Regions from separate parts of the Sus scrofa genome. Here all the other regions are linked to region 3. A link is a contact called in public targeted proximity ligation data. All regions are on one chromosome and are shown on one strand. The core of a region is the stretch at or near the end of the contact, and the rest is flanking DNA. Distances in the headings are between cores, read along the strand shown. Region 1 overlaps PRKD3 (serine/threonine-protein kinase D3). Region 2 overlaps PRKD3 (serine/threonine-protein kinase D3). Region 3 has its middle 33 kb from the start of RMDN2.

Region 1 (3,292 bases), core at 26-2,525, 600 kb after region 3:
GGACTGCTCTACCTTTTTTAGGTCAGTCAAGACTCCAAAACGGTGATCCCTACCCTTTTTGCAGTTGAAATTCTCAATATGCTCTTTAGAACATAAAAATTGTCATCTTTTGTGAGCCTGTTGCAACAGCCTCTTAAGATAATTTGGAACTAATGTACAGGACCAGGAGTAGGGACTGCTGATCTAAGTGCTGAGTTGTTATGTATGTTTTCTTATAGCTCAACTCGCTGCTAAATACTCATGTTCCCATTGACGCCGTTGTGATGCCACAATTGGATTCTCACATTTAGGGGGTATAGATCTGAACTCTGATTACACAATTTATCTTTACACAGGGCTGAATAATTTGGGAAAGAAAATTAAATATATGCTAAAAGTAAGGCCAGTGCAGAGTCAGTTAATGCTATAGGAAAGAATAATAAACTGTACTTTTTCCTTCCCTGAGCTTGATAGAAGGCTCTACTGGATGCTTACTGGAATATTTTTAAATCAATTATTTTAAGCGGTTTGGGGAAGTGGGTGGGGTGGAATATGAAACAGTCTGTAAGAGTAGGGCTATATTTTCAGCTAAGCAAATGAAGAAATAGGGTTCTTTTTTTTTTTTTTTAATATTTCAGCTCCAGCAGCCAGCTAAAGACTTCTACCCAGATATATTTAAGAGGTTAGATTTTTTTTCAAAGTTTTTTAAAAGTCGCTAACAGTTTTCTCCCTCAAAAAAAGATCTGAGACCATTCACTTACAGAAAACCTAGGGAATTTTGTTCTTCATCCTTCAGTAATCAGTATAAAATGATTTCCCCTCTAAAAAGAGCAAAATATGTGGAGTACAAAAATCTGGCTCTATTCTGGAAGTTCTCTGTGGCACAGCAGACTAAGGATCCAGCATTGCCACAGCTATGCCATCCCTGGCCTAGGAACTTCCACATGCTGCAAAAACAGGCAAAGCCCTGGGGGATGGGGGTTGAATCTGGCTCCTTTCTTTATTAGCTATGTTGGCCTGGGCAGGTAACAAATCTGTCTGAGCCTTGAGCTCTTCAATCTGTAAAATGAAGATTTTAATTCTTGCCCTACCTCCCTTACAATGTTGATGTGAAGATCAGATATTCATAAACTAAATACATAAAAGTGTTAACTATCACTGTCTCCTGAAGTTGAGGTAGCAAAAAAAAAAAAAAAAATGTTGTTGTGAGCTATGACTAAGAGGGCCTCTAGAGCTCCCTGAGGTTGTCCTTATCTAGGACTAAAAATATCCTTGAAAGAATGAAAGCAAACATGTGGTGCTCCTCTGTTTTGAGCCCTTTACGTGTGTTACCCTCACAACAGCCATGAGGTAAGTGCGTTATGAGGAAAGGAGATAAAGTAACCAGCTGAAAGGCACACAGTTACTATGTGGGTTTGAACCCAGGGGTAGTGTGGCTCCAAAGTTGTTACTACTCTTCCAAAATATACTGCTATATTCTCTACCCCTATATATCTCCAGGAGACATTCCACAACGTCTCTCAGTATTTCATTCTCATATGAATTTAAAAATTAATTTTACAAAGCCTTCTGGAAATCTATTTTCCATGTGACAGGATAACTTCCCCAAATTTCTCCAAAGTGTGTTTATATCGGTGTGCTAAAATGAAGTAATTCTGAGTCACTCTAGGCACCCTATTGTGGTTTTACTGCGTAAGATGAAAATTAACTGGAATGTTTGCTATACTTATATAATCAAACTTTACAAGCCATGAAAATTAATTGCACTCTCTTTGTTGCTGAATGCCTAAGAAGTTTTCTTAAAAAAAAAAAAAAAAATTTTAAAGGCACTGTCAGATAATTTGGAGTTGAGTGATTTCTCCAGTTACTGTTTAACCTGCATAACCTTTTTTTTGTCTTGAAGTTGTGTTTGTATAAGAAATAATCATTAGAAACATTTGGTAATGTACAAAGTAGTCTATAATGACACTGTTCAGTACATTTTTATTTTTTGTTACATTCCACTTTTTGTAAATATCCTCAGAAGCTTGATAATAAAATGTATTTCCATATCACCATACTTTTCCATGTGAAAACCTGAGCCTATCTCTAGTTAGAGGTATACAAAGAAAATTTTATTTAGTTGTGTTATTTTTCCAAGCTTTGGTAAAAGAACTGTTTGGAAATAGTATTTATAAATGGAACTAATGCTATATTTAAGAACATAGATTTTTTTAACTAAAATAAAAAACAAGTCATTATTACAATTTTATATAAAATTTGAGTAATTACCTTGAGGTCTCATTTCTTGGAATGAAAGTTTGGAATAATTATAAATTTTTGGAAACTACTGTCTAATATTCAACTACTGCAACTGCCAAAAGACTTAAATACCTAATATCAAAGTAAATTTTGTAGGTTTAAGAAGCATTGCCTGACTCCCCCACCTCATAAAAACTATTATTTAATTGGGACAACCTATAGCATTTTCATCTTCTAAAAATTCTCCAAGTCTTTAAGGGCGGCTAGGAATGGCCCAAAGCTGGGCAGCATCTGAAAAATAAGGCCTCCATCTTCTTTTAATTTAGAGGGAGATACAAAATGCTAGTCCTATTTTCAGCTAAGCTGAAGGCACAATAAAAAGCAACCATTCATCACTCTGCCAATGAACTCTGATAGCCAATATAGTTAAGCTATAAATTCAAGACATACGGCTAGTATTCTTTTCCTTTAATCTCACTTACAATTTGTGTTACTAATATAACCATTCCTCTGAAAGTTCATGTCTGGTATTAATATGAAAGTTCTATGAACCAAAAAATGAGAATTTACAGAACTAAATGTTGGCAGTTATCTAGAAATGAGAGAGTTAGCTCAATTTAGAAAATTATTCCTCCTGGGAAGTCTGGATTTACTCTAACTCATATTTAAGTACCTGTCAGCATAACTGGTTTTACTGTGACTTTAAGAAATTTTTAATCTAATTTTGTTTTTAATTATAAAATTCATAGAAGCATACACTAAAAAAAATTCAAATACCACAACAAAGGATAAATAAAAAAAAACTCTCTTCCCACTGCTCAAACCTACTTCCAGATTGGGAAACAGTGATTATTGTAGTTTACAGCAATATAAGTACCACCTCCAGAAAAAAAATTTTTTTTCAATAAACACCCTAACCTACAATCTAAAGGAATTAAAAAAGAACAAAGCCCAAAGTTAGCAGATAGAAGGAAACAGTGAGAGAAAATAAGTAAAACAGAAACCAAAAAAATGATAGAAAACATCAGTGAGACCAAAAGCTGGTTTTTTGAAAATATAAAATTGATAAAAC
Region 2 (3,165 bases), core at 39-2,538, 580 kb after region 3:
GCCTGGAGTCAGGGTGGGAGTGAGATTTGAATGACAATGGAAGTATACTTTTCAATGCATATGCTTTGAATTTTCTGAATTTTGAACCTCATGAATTTTAAACCTCTTCAGAAGTACAAATTTATGAATAGAAGTGAAAGGGAAAGGAAAGCTCAGGCACTTTGGAGGAGTCTTTACTTTTGAGCCTCACAGTTTTATTCTCTTTACTTTATAGAGAAAAAGGCATTATTGGAGACTGGACAGTAAATGTTTAACATTGTTTCAAAACGAATCCGGATCAAAGTATTATAAGGTAAAGATGTCGTATCTTTAAAAAGTATGTGTACATTAAAAGATGTGTTTTTCAAATATATCTAAATAGTATTTATTAACTGTTATGTTGGGATATTACAGCTCTGCCTAATAATGATTTATGGAAGTCACTGTTAAGTTCTCTGTTGAAGCAACTGTCCCCTGCCCCCTCCATTTTACCCCCACAACAGCCCTGCTACCAAAGGTTGTTTTCTGTTCTGTGTTTCTCGGTTTTGGTCTGCCTGTCAGGTTGCTCCTGCTTTCCTTCTGGATACAAGTGGTCCTATGTATCTGTAATGCCTTACCATTTTAAATAAGGGACTTGAGCATCCATGGATTTTGGTATCTGCAAGAAGTCCTGGAACCAATCCCCTTTGCCTACCAAGGGATGCCTCTGCTAGAATTTAGACTAGACTGCTAAGAAAGTCCATGAGCATTGCAGGTTCAGAAGAGGCCAATGTAGTATTGGCATTCTCCCATATTCCATTTTACCTTAGCCTCCAATCCTCAGAGGCTTCTTTTGGGTCTTCTCCTTTGTGTAATCCTCTTTGCTTGGCTTGCTTCACGTTTTGCCATGCCACAAACTGACAGCGAGCAAAATTGTCAGTGTGGCAGTAAGAAAGAGAATTGAAACCAATGAATTGCTTTGATCTGGTTGGGTTTTTTAAAATAAATTGTTTGCCTTAGGAAATAGACTAAACATAAATGATTATTACAATTATGGACAGAACCAGAATGGAGTGCTTAAACAACTTACAGTGATATTCCTCTTTTTGCTGCTGTTATTTCTCCTTTGTAGCCCTTTGGGGCTGTATGTTGCAGACAGCAGCCAGTAGGGTAGTTCTTAAATTGATTTAATGAGAACTGGGAAATGATGAGTGTTGGGTATACTGGCAGTTGCCCTCCAAAATCCTTTCCCTCCCTTTTGTTCTGTTGACCTACTACAGGCTTGAATCACGGCTTGGTTATTATACCCCATGCTCTGCCTCTGGCATTGGCAGACATGCAGACCATTCAGGGTAGATGTTATCATTAAGACTTGACTATATGTTCTGTGTACTGCATACTTGTGTGTGTCTTAATGGTATTCATTAGAAATGCCTATCTTTGATTATTTAATGTATTTGAAAATAAAAACAAAGATGTATTCACATTTTCTAATGTTTTAATTTTTTACTTTAGGAAATTCCACTTTCAGAAATTCTCCGTATATCCTCGCCACAAGATTTCACAAACATTTCACAAGGCAGCAACCCACACTGTTTTGAAATCATCACTGACACTATGGTATACTTTGTTGGTGAAAACAATGGGGACAGCTCTCACAATCCTGTTCTTGCTGCCACTGGAGTGGGACTTGATGTAGCACAGAGCTGGGAAAAAGCAATTCGTCAGGCTCTCATGCCTGTTACCCCTCAAGCAAGTGTTTGTACTTCTCCAGGGCAAGGGAAAGATCACAGTAAGCAATAAGCTTCTTCATAGCTTTTTTTCCCATTTGGTTCTTAAGCACATTGTGGGTGTGGTTGCATTTCTGTATTTATTTTTAATGCTCATTTTAACCTTTAGTAACCAATACCATTTTTAGTAACCGATACCACCAGTTAAATCCTTTAGACAATTCTGTTGGTTATAACATACACTTAAAATCCCCAGAGCTAGGCTCCATTTAAATCCTGGCTCTGCCAACCTGTTACGTGATCTTAGGCAAGTACGTTACATCTTTGTAATAGTACCTATTCTATAGGGTTGTCAGCATTAAATGAAAGAACTCTCATGGAATTAAATAAATTATCTGTATTAATATTTTGCTTCATGGTAGGATTTTCAGGCTATAAAGTCACACTTCACATCATACTCTTGAAATCTGCGAAGGCAGAAATGCTGTATTTCTTTTAACTGATTAAAACATTCAGCAACATTTAAAAAATTATTGAAACACATGTTCTTTGCACCAACAAAATTTATAAAATAAAACCTAAATTTTATAAAGGTTCAAGTGGACACTTAAGCAGAAAACTATAGTAAAATGTTACTTTTCCCCCATTGGCATTATGCTCTTTATGGGGAAACATCATTCGTTCATTAGACAAATACATTTAAATTGAAAGAAGTATCAGCCTGTTTCTAAATGTACTTTATTTCAGCTCACCTGTGCTACTTTGTATATCTATTTTTGGCATTGTGTAGGCTCTGAGCTACAATATGAAAGAACACAGAATTTTCAAGATTATTAAGGAAGATAGGACATACATACATAATTAAGCATTAGATGGTAGCATAAGGCAGTAGAGTGCAAAAATGAGTAATGCATTTCTAGAGAAACTCAGATATGAATAAGAAGCTAAGCAGAGACTTGAGATAGAAGAACCTGATTTGGACCTTGACTTTGGATCTCAAGTAGCTTAGGATAGGCAGAGCTGGGGGTGGTGGAGGGGTAGTATCACTGGAGTTGAAGAAATAATTGTGATCAAAGGGATGATGGTAATGACTATAAACATGTTTGGTGTTGAACATTGATTCCTAAAGGGTGACTAATGGATATTCACAGTGCTTTTTAAATTCAAGGAAATTTTAGATAGAACTGAAAATAATGCAGGCACATAACATACAAATTTTACATGTAATTGGATTTAAGGACCGTCTCAAGCCCGTCTATTCATGGACCTCTTCCTTAAAGTTGAGAGTTCCTAAAGACAGATTGCAGAAGGGCTAAGAGTGAGAATTCTGGAGAATGAAAGCCCAGTTTTTCCACTTACTAGCTTCATGATCTGGGCCTCTTCAGTTCTCTGATCTAAAAGGGGAATAATAATAAATGCATATAATGCATTTATTGCAGTTCCTGACCCATTAGTGATACTGTTACCGTGTTGTTGC
Region 3 (3,326 bases), core at 483-2,982:
TTGGAGCTGTGCCTACGCCACAGCCACAGCAACGTGAGATCCGAACCGCATCTGTGACCTACACCACAGCTCACAGCAACACCGGATCCTTAACCCACTGAGAGAGGCCAGGGATCGAACCTGGGTCCTCATGGATGCTAGTCAGATTCGTTAACCATTGAGCCATGGTGGGAACTCCCTTTTTTTTTTTGACCATGCCCACAGCTTGTGGAAGTTCCAGGGCCAGGAATCAAACCTGCATCACAGTATCCATCCGGAGTGCTATACCGCACCACAAGAGAACGCCTCTCCTTTTTTTTTTTTTTTAAAAAAAAAAGTTTATTGAAATATCTTCTCTCTCTCTCTTTCTCTCTCTCTCTCTCTCTCTATATATATATATATATATATATATATACTTATATATATATACTTATATATATATATATACTCTCTCTCTATATATATATATATATACTTATCAAGAGAAGAAATTCAAATGGCCGAAGGGTGCTTAAGCATTTCTAATCATCAGGGAAATGCAAACAAAACCCACAAAGAGATATTACCCCCCACTTGTCAAGGTGGCTATTATCAAAAAACCCAAAAGATCGCAAGTGTTGGTGAGATTGTAGAGAAAGGGAATCCTGTGACATGTTGGTGGGAATGTGAATTGGTGCAGTCACTATGGAGAACAGCATGGAGTTTCCTCAAAAACTTAAACATAGAGCTAAAATAGAAAAAAAAGATCCTCTGCTCTTTTTTTAAACAAAAGATTCTGATGATTTTTTAAAAACACATTTCTGCTGATGATGGTAAGTGTTGTCCTTTCTGCCTTAGGAACCCTGGATGTCTCACGGCAGTGGCTACTGGTCCCCAAGTTGGTGCCCCAAGGGACGAAACCCTCCACACCAGGAGCTCTAGGCAGCCTCAGGCAGTTTCTCCATTCAGGACAGGAGCAACTGCCCTGTTTCCATGCTCTGCTATTTGATCTGGGCTTTGGGGATCTAAAGCATCATCGTCCTGACATAACTCACTGGCCAGCTTCTAAAAGCACAGGGGGCAGAGTCCCGTCCCCTGCCCCCTCCCTCCTGCTTTTACAGATCCTATCACATTCTCAGGCAGGAATTCCCTCCTGGCCTCCATCAGGGGCACCATCCTATGCCCCCAGGAACATTCCCTTATAGGCCTATGGAATTTGTGATTTTAGTGGCATTTGTGTGGTTTGTTTAATTTCTCCCACTAGACTCTAAGTTTGAGGCAGGGTGAGGTGTCTGTGTGTGTGTGTGAAACACGTCTGTCTTTTTGACCGAGGTGTCTCCATGCACAGCTCAAGTCTAGCACAAAGTAGGTACTCAGCAAAGAGTTGCTGAATAAGTGAAAGAATGACTGGTGTTGGCCTTCCTCCAAAGGTCTGGCAGGCATCTAAGGGTTAACCTACTGCAGCCACTAAGCAGCCAGACTGCCTGCCTTTATGTCACTTCTCAGGCCTTTGAGAGGACAGACCTATGGAGGGGAGAGGAGAGTTTCCAATTGAGCGAGGCTGGGTTTGCAGCCTGCAGCCCCCGTGCGCACCAAGCTCTCCTGCAAACCCAGCCCTGAAGCACGCGTCTGCCTGCTCCTTCCCCCTCTTTCCTTCATTGCTCCCTATGGGCGTGGGGCTGGCACTGAGCTTGATTCTAAGTCAGGCTGTTCTAACAGGAAGCGAATAGTGTTCCTTCAGTGATGGAGGTGTTTCCTTCTTAAGGAAGTTACAATGGGCTCTTTTCACAGAGAAAGGGGCCGGGCCTGTGTGTGGCCACACTGCTGTCTGTCCTGTGCAGAGCAAAGCATGTTCTGGACTCAGGGCTTCCTCTCCTGGAAGAGGTATGGGGCTGAGCCCTGAAACAGGGAGGCCAGGCCCCTCTGAGCCTCGGTCTCTCTGCCTGCTGAATACAAGCATCCTCTGGAAGCCTCCTAGGGTCACTGTGGAATCTTTTTCTTTCCTTGGCTCCCAGGACACAGTAGGCTGGGTTTTCTTCCTATTTTGTAATTCCCTTGCTACATCCTCTTCCTCTTTGTAATCTCTCCATCCTGTCATCCTGAGCTCCCCAGAGCTCCCTCCTGAGGCCCCTCTCCTCCAGCCACACTCACTCCTGAGTGTCATGATGATAAAGTCCCTCTGTGTACTGAGGAATCCCACATGCTTCCAGCTCTGGCTTTGCCCTGGACTCCAGATTCTAATAGCCAACTGCCAACTCTGCATCCCCTCTGGGATGTCAAATAGGTGTTTCATGCTCACTGAGCTAAAGAAGAACTCTTTTTTTTTTTTAAAAAAAAAAGATTACTTCTTTATAAGTGATAGAACATTAATGTAGGCCCAACACTCTATAGCATGTGCAATAGTGGAAAAATAGGGCCTGTCATGTTAAAGGTCACAAAGACTGTAAGAAGTTGGCCATCTTGATGCTATTTTAACAATGAGGGGGAGGTTCTAGCCACCTAAATAGAATGGGGGAGGTGTAGAAAAAAGGAGGATGAAAATGATTATTTTCAAATGGTATGACTGTCTACACCACAAACCAAAGAGAATCTGTGGAAAAGAAAATAACATAAAAGAGGTTTCAGAAAATACTCAGAAAATAAATATACATGTATTACTACCTTGTTTGAGCAGTAACAAATTCCAAATATAATAAAAAGGTCCTATATCCAGTAGAAATTTTTTAAATACATAGCACAGAACCAGCTTCTCAAAAAAGTCTAACATGTTAAAAATTAAAGATAAACTATCTTTAAAAGCAAATGGAAAATTAGGAAGACTTTGCAAGTATACAATAAATTTTCATATCTCTAATATATAAATAGTTCCTACAAATAAATAAGGAAAAGGTGGATTTCCAATTAAAAATTGACCAAGAGCAAATAATTCACAAAAGAAAAAATAGTCTATGAGTTTGTTAAATGTTTGGCATTGTTAACAATCAAGGAAGTACAAATTAAAATGATGAAATTTATGGCTAGTCAGGTTGTAAGCTTCTTCTAAAATAGTGGATTCTGGGCAGCTGAAAAGAATGAGAAATGTCCACTGCACTAGTTGGCTTCTATTATATGTGTATTTGTCTATTGCTTATCTCCTCCACTAGAAAAGCATCATGAAGTCAGGGACTTTGTCTTTTCTCCCTATATCCCCAGGGTCCAGAACAGTGACTACATGGAGGTGTCCCCTAACCCCATAACTATGTGTTCAATGAATATCAGCTACTGTATTGAAAATGTTGGCAACTGTAAAGATTAAATAAGCTAGCTGGTGTTATCATTCTTCCTCTTGATGGTTGATGCTCCTAGCCCTCTTCCTGTTGCCCTTCTCC

The links.
Region 1: a contact with region 3 is called in a targeted proximity ligation map of alveolar macrophages. A contact is called at or near these places in 2 of 47 Hi-C or Micro-C datasets (embryonic fibroblasts and skeletal muscle) and 1 of 2 datasets of targeted methods (alveolar macrophages).
Region 2: a targeted proximity ligation map of alveolar macrophages shows a contact between it and region 3. A contact is called at or near these places in 2 of 47 Hi-C or Micro-C datasets (epiblast stem cells and skeletal muscle) and 1 of 2 datasets of targeted methods (alveolar macrophages).

Annotation. Positions count from the first base shown.
Region 1 is chr3:102,941,861-102,945,152 of Sscrofa11.1, forward strand. The region is part of intron 18 of PRKD3 (serine/threonine-protein kinase D3); the gene reads left to right. All of the region lies in intron 10 of NDUFAF7 (protein arginine methyltransferase NDUFAF7, mitochondrial), which reads right to left. Among named protein-coding and RNA genes, the nearest start is that of NDUFAF7, 21 kb to the right of the region's middle.
Region 2 is chr3:102,919,868-102,923,032 of Sscrofa11.1, forward strand. PRKD3 (serine/threonine-protein kinase D3) reads left to right here. Exons shown (of 19, transcript XM_013996212.2): 10 at 215-292; 11 at 1,474-1,750. Among named protein-coding and RNA genes, the nearest start is that of NDUFAF7, 43 kb to the right of the region's middle.
Region 3 is chr3:102,338,394-102,341,719 of Sscrofa11.1, forward strand. No RefSeq gene overlaps it. Among named protein-coding and RNA genes, the nearest start is that of RMDN2, 33 kb to the left of the region's middle.